2 separate regions of the Mus musculus genome follow, and region 2 is linked to region 1. The links are chromatin contacts, called in public HiCAR-type maps. All regions are on one chromosome and are shown on one strand. The core of a region is the stretch at or near the end of the contact, and the rest is flanking DNA. Distances in the headings are between cores, read along the strand shown. Region 1 overlaps Ubash3b (ubiquitin associated and SH3 domain containing, B). Region 2 has its middle 5.5 kb from the start of Gm36227.

Evidence for each region. HiCAR-type assays count read pairs that join an accessible place to other places.
Region 2: a HiCAR-type map of astrocytes shows a contact between it and region 1, with 2.6 times the contacts expected there. The contact joins two enhancer-like sites. A contact is called at or near these places in 2 of 39 promoter capture datasets (liver and pre-B cells), 1 of 484 Hi-C or Micro-C datasets (bone marrow-derived macrophages) and 2 of 115 datasets of contacts at active chromatin or transcription factors (astrocytes and pancreatic cancer cells).

Annotation. Positions count from the first base shown.
Region 1 is chr9:41,010,298-41,014,276 of GRCm38.p6, reverse strand. It overlaps Ubash3b (ubiquitin associated and SH3 domain containing, B), which reads left to right. Exons shown (of 14, transcript NM_176860.6): 14 at 1-651. Among named protein-coding and RNA genes, the nearest start is that of Crtam, 7.7 kb to the right of the region's middle. Within about 2 kb of position 2,201, at least 34 of the 459 cell types and tissues checked have an H3K27ac peak or open chromatin away from gene starts, as enhancers often do. A contact at or near this core is called in astrocytes, where this site is marked.
Region 2 is chr9:41,922,664-41,926,642 of GRCm38.p6, reverse strand. No RefSeq gene overlaps it. Among named protein-coding and RNA genes, the nearest start is that of Gm36227, 5.5 kb to the right of the region's middle. Within about 2 kb of position 2,277, at least 31 of the 459 cell types and tissues checked have an H3K27ac peak or open chromatin away from gene starts, as enhancers often do. A contact at or near this core is called in astrocytes, where this site is marked.

The sequences.
Region 1 (3,979 bases), core at 952-3,451:
AAATGGGGAGAACAGCCCTTTGCACGTTGAGATACTCAGGAGGGATCAAGAGAACGAGTGATGTGTGTTGAATGGGAGGTGGAGCTACTTGCAGAATTTTAACCAAGTTGAAATTACCCCTGTGATGGCCGGATGAACTGTGAAGTCCCCAAGCCTGCCTGAATCAGGACGTGTCTTTCCACCCAGACTCTAGACTGTGTTAAGCAGTTAAGGAGATTGACATTTGAAAGGATGTTATGTTGGATTCACTATTTGGATCAGCAAAAAACAAAAACAGAAAACAAAAACACAAAAAGAAAAAAAAAAACCTCCAGTGCAATACAGATATTTTTAGAAACTATACCGAGGGTCGTGTTGTTGGTCACATACAGGCCATGTCCACTGTAGCAGAATGTCCATAGGTTAGCCCATTTTAGGTTGTCCAGGAAGCCCAGGGACTAACGTGAATGGTGACAGTCACAACTGCACTGCTTCTTTTGCTGCCCTCTTTGCTTTTCTATGGTAATTTAGAACAGACGGGAGGGAGGACCACTTGAAGGAAGCTGGAGAGTCAGAGCCTATCTGTGGGCTCTCACTGCACCTACTTCCTGTACTTAGAGAGAGTGTGTGTATTTAAAAGAAGAATAAATGACAATCAAACCAAAACATCCCATATCCATGTCGATTTAATTGTGTATCCCGATAGCCATCAGGGCCACAGACAGTAGCCCAGTTCGAGATAGTTCGTTGTGTAGCGTGTGTGTGCAAATTGAAACCCTGGCCACTGAGAAGGAACACGGATGTAAAACAAATGTGTCGTTGAAGCATCACATTGTATGTGCCTGTATGTGCATGTATGTCTTAGTCTTAGGTGTTCAGGTAAATGCATCACTTTGATTGGGCTGTATTCCATTGTCCTTAATCCAATATAGACAGCGTCCTGGGCAACTGTCTACAGAGCCAGGGAGGGCACAATCTGAAGTAACTTTCTGAAGAACTTAAGTGGATAACAGAAAAGTTTAATTCTCCAAATTGCTTATCGAAATGGCTGCGTGATCTGAATCCAGTTAACATCTTGTTGGACACTGGTCTATAAAAAGAATTAAAGGTTGGGTCCAGTTGAGCAGTCTTGGGAGTCACACTGAATCTGTGTGTAGAGAGATATCTGGATAGTCAGACTTCATATGCATACAGAATGTCTCTGCTGGCAGTAGACCCTGAGTTGAGGCTAGCTCTGCTGGCAGTAGACCCTGAGTTGAGGCTAGCTCTTTTCAATCTGCAGCTCATGCTAGCTCAGATGGGTTAGGGACAGAGCAGGAAAAAAATAATAATTTTTTCATCACGTGACTCCCCCAACACCCTTTTTTTTTTTTTTTCCTTTTTTCTTTTTGGAAAGCATTGGAAAGCCATCTGAAATATTTCAGGGGAGATGAAATTAGTGGAAGGGTTTAATACGCGATTACAAGTCCAAACAGTGTCCTACTTCACCAAGTGTGAAAATGCTTTAGTATTACTCCCAGGTAGGACTTTGTCCCTGTGATTTCTGGGTGTCTGACTGGAACAATTGGTGCGTGTTAATACACACACTGAGGCTGCCCTTTTCCCAGGCTCTTCTCACTGCTGCTTGGCTGTGAGGGGCCCTTTGGTTCACCCTGGGGTCCCAGTAACATTCAGATGACAGTGTCTCTTTCCCTTTGCATTGAGATTCATGCAGCCTGAATGGCTCATTACGTGGCCATCTGATGGCTGAAAGAGGGTTTTTTTTTTTTACCGTGTGATGAAAGGCTTGGGAGGCTTTTTATTTTAATTATACTTTAACCAAAGAGTTGTTTTAAAGTAACCTTATATTTGAAAGATGATTTTGCAAATAAAGAAATAAAAATAAAAATAGAAGAAGTATGCCTTCTGGAGCCCTGTGGGCTTGGTAAATCGCTGATGATTGCTTCCTCGCCAGTTCTGTTTGGAGTCCGTGTAGGTGGGATCCTGCTGTGTGTAGCACTGGCCTGGACATCTCCTTTCCACTCTACATGTTTCCCTGTGAAAATGCACTCTTACTTCAGTTATCTGATGTCATGGGGAACACAGTGGCAACAGGAAGAGAAGGTCCTAGCTCACTGCCTTTGTAGAAAACTTCGTTTCTGTGCTCCAAGAACAGAATTCCCCTGTTACCTAGGCGCTGGGTTTCATTTCAAAGCAGTGGTGAATTGCTCTTTTGAATCTACTCTCAGTATATGTGTGTGTTAGAATACAGATGAGCCTCCCACTAAGTTTCACAGGCATCGGCACAGTCAACTGTACCAAATCTGCACAAAGTTGGATAATGAGACTCCTGGAGATTTGCATTTAAATTGTCTAATCCGGCACATGCACGTGAGGAGGAGAAAAAGGGGGGTCTAGTCTGATGAGCCTGTGCTGTCGGCGGGCAAGGGACAACCTGACTTAATGTCTACTTAGGAGCTGTTCATGTTACAAAGGTGATGGGGGTGGGGCTGTGTGGTGCTTTTCATCGTTAAACACGTCTAGAATTGGATTGGCTTTTATAACTCTTCATCACTGGTTGCTGGGAGGGTGACTGTAGGCACTGCCTCTCGATGCAGAAGAAATAGCTGGGCTGTTACATACATATAGTATTAGGTTTGCTGTGTGTAGGTTAAAGATTTAGAGTCATTAGTAGTCAGACAATATACAGTCAGTCCTCACAGATATTTGCCTGCTGCTCCCTAGCCACTGTTCCTTGCACAGAAATTTTGCAGCTGTTCAACTATTCATGGAACCCTGTATGTGATACATGTTTTAAACGGAAACAATGTATACTGGTTCTTTGGTTGCCACTAAGATAAAAACAACATCCCAGAGCCTTTGACTCCTGCGTACACCACACTGAACCAGCTGTGTTAGGAAGGCATGTTAGTCTCTTTCTCACGCGTGAGACTTTTGTGTCTCTTTTTTGCTATATGATTTGGGTGTATTTATTTGGGGGAAAAAAAGTTTGTAATTATAAGACTAGAAAACCACACCTAGTTGGTCTGCCAAGTTCCTTGTACACTCCCCATGCTGTTCGTGCTTCCATGGCCGGGAAGCTGATCTTCCGAATAGAGCTATGGCAGCTTTGTGATCAGTTCATATCCACTGACATGATATGGTTCAGAGATGACTTAATAAAAAGAAACTGTGCCCTCAGTTGCCCCAGCACAACTACAGATTTAAGTCCTGAGTGTGGTCTCTTCCTGTTGTGTCTTCGCATGGTACTGTAAAGTGATCAATGTGACTGCGTGGGTGTCCATTAAGGGTATGACTCTTCCAACAGAGAGTCAGAGGGATGCTAGCTGCTGATGGAAAGGCGAGGAAATGCTTGCAGCCCTGTGCATCTTGGGTATTTCTGGTGAGGCATCCCGATTAAGAAGTGAGAGCCCAGTAGTCCTGGGCAAAGTGCACTCTTCAATGCCTTCGGTTCAACCTAGGCAAACCGTGGGCCACCCTATACCTTTCAGTCAATGGATTCTAGGTTCAGAGCTAAGGCTCCTGGGACAAATACAAATTAACAAGAGAAAAGTAGACAAGTTTAAAAGTTGTACAGCATGGAAAACTTCACAAAGAAATCGCCTTACAATCCTCAGTACACAATGAGACCTAAACACATACATGTATATAATTGCTTATTGGTATTTGAGACAGAGACTCACATAGCTAGCCTTGAACTAGTTAAACCACTGAAACTGGCTGTAAATCCCTGATCCCCTGTCTCCGTGCCCCAAAGCTGGGATTGTAGGCACACACCACCACACAGGGCTAAAGCCTAAATGTTTTAATGCTAAATTTGAGGGCAAGTGAATAATGCTAAATTTGAGGGCAAGTGGGTGGTTGTAAAGAAATATGGTAGAGCAACGAATATGATTTTTGTGTAAGGATCTGCCTGGCACTCGTATCACCTGCTCGGTTTCTCCACAGTGTCTCTTTATCATCAGAGACACGAAGGCCTCCTTTTCCCAGTTGTTGGAAT
Region 2 (3,979 bases), core at 1,028-3,527, 910 kb before region 1:
GTAGAAGACAGCCTGACACTGTTCACCCTAACCTCACATTATTGATCTTCCCGTTGGTTGCAACTGATAGGCTATTAGGAAGAAAACTGGCTGCTCCCATTTTCACAGGAGGGGAAACTGATGCTCAGATGGGGAAGAACAGTGTCCAGTTTTCTGAAAGGAATCAGAGTGGAGCCGTGAGAGCAAGGCGGAAGTCAGCCTCTCCAGCATGGTTCTCATAGATTATAATACTAGTGCAATGCTCAGTGGGAATCTCTCTTTCCGTCTTCCATATTGATGGGAGATAGGCACGAGGTGATGTCACAAAATGGCTTTGCCTCCGTTTTCTTGCTTGTTTAGCTGCCTTCTCTCACGATATCTTAGCCTCACGGAGCAAGGGGAATTTACAAAAACACGGAATGACTGTGGCGCCCAGTCATATCCATTGTCGAAAGACATCTGGCACCTTTCTAATCGCGGTGGCTCAGGGAGACCATAAACAGCTAGGGCAGTTCAAATTTGAGATTTTTAAATTCCTTCTAAAGGCTGTTAAACCAGTCAAAAAAAACCTGGACCCTTTAAGAAACCTCACAGACTAGAGACACAGAGGCCTGTAGGAAGCCTGTTGGTGTTGCCTGGGACCCAGGGGCAGATGGAAGCAGGAGAGGTGTAGGCCCCAAATTCTTGGGCTCCTCGGCCTTTGACTCAGCCTTTCTGCCTCCTTCTGGCCGGTGAGTCTTTAGAATCTTGGCAGTTTTGGCAGGAGCCAAGGGAAAAATGAGCCAGAGACATTTTGCTGCCCTGTGTGGGAATTCACTGGTTTGTCACTTAGCGAGGTTTAAGAACCTGTGGCAGACACAGAACGTGTAGAGGGGTCAGAAATAGCTCCCAGGGCAGCAGAAAGCATCTATACCTCTTTTGTAAGCACATGGCAGGCTTATAACACTGCTGGGTGAACAGGTCCAGGGATATTTGAATAGCCCAGGCACTCTATTTTGATGGTCTGCTTTTTTTTCCTACCCTTGTTCTTATTTTCAGTTGGCTGTTTTTGACCACCCAGAAGGACCCAGGCTTTCAGTCTACAAAGGCCATAGAGGTGTGGACAATTTCAGCCACGGAGGCTGTTTCCTTCCTACTTAGGTTTTCCCTCTACAGCTTCCATTTCCACCCAGGATCTCTTCCCTGGTTCCTAGTCTTTTATAGCCCGACTTTCTGGGCTACATCTCTCTGGCCTTCTGGTCAGGTATCAAATGTTTGAACTCATTTTTTTAGAATTGGCTCCTGAATTCTTATGACCATTCTCTGATACAAATCTACAGTCACTAGAGAGGAAAAACAAAGGTATCAGACACTTAGCAAGATCAAGTTGATTGCCTGTAGGGCTTGCCTCCAGGTACTTGCCCCAGAAAGGATGTGACAGTAACCTAGAACTCTGATGTTGTGGTTTGGGTAGTCCAGAACACCCACGCATGGTCTCTTTATGAACCGCCTATTTAAAAAGAAAGAAAGAAAGAAAGAAAGAAAGAAAGAAAGAAAGAAAGAAAGAAAGAAAGAAAGGAAGGAAGGAAGGAAGGAAGGAAGGAAGGAAGGAAGGAAGGAAGGAAGGAAGAAAGAAAGAAAGAAAGAAAGAAAGGAAGAAAGGAAGGGAGAAGAAAGGAAGGGAGAAGGAAGGAAAGAAAGAAAGAAAGAAAGGAAGAAAGAAAGAAAGGAAGGAAGGAAGGAAGAAAGGAAGGAAGGAAGAAAGAGAAAAAAGGAAGAAAGGAAGAAAAAGGGAGACAGAAAGAAGAAAGAAAGGAAGGAAGGAAGAAAGAAAGAAAGAAAGAAAGAAAGAAAGGAAAAGAAAGAAGGAAAGAAAGAAAAAAGAAAGAAAGAGAAGGAAGAAAGAAAGAAAGGAATGGAGAAGAAAAGAAAGAAAGAGAAAAAGGAAGAAAGGAAGAAAGGGAGAAAGAAAAGAAGAAAGAAAGGAAGGAAGAAAGAAAGACAGAAAGAAAAGAAAAGAAAGAAAGGAAAGAGGAAGAAAGAAAGAAGGAAAGAAAGAGAAAAAAGGAAGAAAGAGAAGGGAGAAAGAAAGAAAGAAAGAGAGAGAGAGAGAGAGAGAAAGAAAGAAAGAAAGAAAGAAAGAAAGAAAGAAAGAAAGAAAGAAAGAAAGAAAGAAAGCAAGCAAGCAAGCTTTCTCCAGAAGCAGCTTCCAAACAGCTCAAGTTTCAGGTTTCACTGGGGGATGAAGTGGGGGCCTGCTGTCCTGGCTGCAGCTTAATGAGCCTGGTTTACTGGGACAGCTTCCTGTGGGCTCTCTGTGGTTGGGAATGAGAATTCTTATTGACAGAGGAATTCTAAGCCATTCAGACGTCTCCTCATACCTCCTTTTGGACCCTCTGGCAGCTTTGCTGCTGTTAACTGACAGCTGGATGCTGGTTCCTGGCCCACTAGGCTCCACTCTGTTGGAACCTCAAGATCTGTCTTCAGGGGTTCAACGCAAGGGTCTGCATGTGCATCTGCTGCAGTGAGACACATCTGTAACTATTTTTTCCCCTGGAGATCCCTCTTTGTGGATGTATGCTACAACATTACTCTTCTCTCTCTGTATGCCTACAGCTGCCCTACACTAACAGTTCCCACCAGCCTTTTGTGGCTACTCTTTGAAATGGGGCTAGTCCTGGTTCAGATTTCCTCTCTGAATCAATGTGTGAAGTACACATCCAATTTTGTAGAGGGTAAAATTGCATATTTAATTTTTTTTGTCTGAATGGTTTGATGAGATGATTTTATTTGAATATATTGCAAGCAAAAGACAAGAGTGTGAAGTTATAAGAACACCTCTTCTAGCTAGGGAATAGTGACGCCCACGGTGGGCAGGTAATCAAGATAATGCCCCATAGAAATGCCCGAAACCTGGTCCATCAGTGGATTCAGGATTCTGTCAGTTTGACAGCACTATCACAAGCCTACTTGGGAACATGTCCTCAAAGGATAAACCTTGTACTTACACACACGCACCATTCTTCCTAGTTGCCAGGAGGAGACCAACTTTGGCCAATACATACTCCTAAGACCATAGTATTCTTTATTGCTTTCACAGGCTCAAAGCAATGAAGCAGGCTGACTTAACTCCCCTGAAACCATGAACCCAAATAAGCATTCCCCCCCCCCCCCGTAAGATGCATTTCTCTTGAGTGTTTGTCCTAAATGCCAAAGACTAACACTTCGATAATCTTTGACAATTTATTTTCTTTAAAATGCTGATCATCAGCAGGTTGCTGTGCCGTGCTTCCGGCCTCCAATGGTGTGCTCTTTATCTTTCCTTGAAATTCATAGGTGGAAGGAGGCGTTTTGAGCTGTGTGGCACTGGATGCAGGGAACGGTGAGTGGATGTTAGTGACTGCCAGGCAACATCGAATCCAGGGTCTGACTCAGTGGTTAAAAATGCTTGTGGTGCAACAGCGAGAATCAAAGTTCTTGTCCTCAGAAATCCAAATTTATAGCCGGTCGGAGTGGTAGCCCAACTGTTGTTTTAGCCTCAGAAGAAGGAGCAGGAGGTCCCCAAAGCAAGCTGGCTCGAAAGAGAGCTCTGGTTCTGCCTGAGAAACCCACCTCAATGAGTCAGGTAGAACAGCTATAGGAAGTGACTCCGAACAGTATCAGCCTCAGACCTCCACGTGCAGGAGCACACCCATCTACATATGCAGGTACACACACACACACACACACACACACACACACACACACACACACACACACACACACACTGAAAACAGGAATAAAAAAATTCAGCATGCCCAGAATTATTCTTCACCCTCCACTTAGTGTTTAAGGTGGCATGGAGTGTCTTCTAGCTTTTGAGACCTGGAATAGATGTGAAGAGTTTAAGATGCAAAGATGGAACTAGATGAGGGCAAGCTGGAAGCTGCTGGCCTCTCTCCTCTTTTGTTCTCTCTTGGCTGTTGGAACAGACACTGATGGGCAGTTGCTGGAGTGGACAGCGTTGTCAAGTGGCCTGATC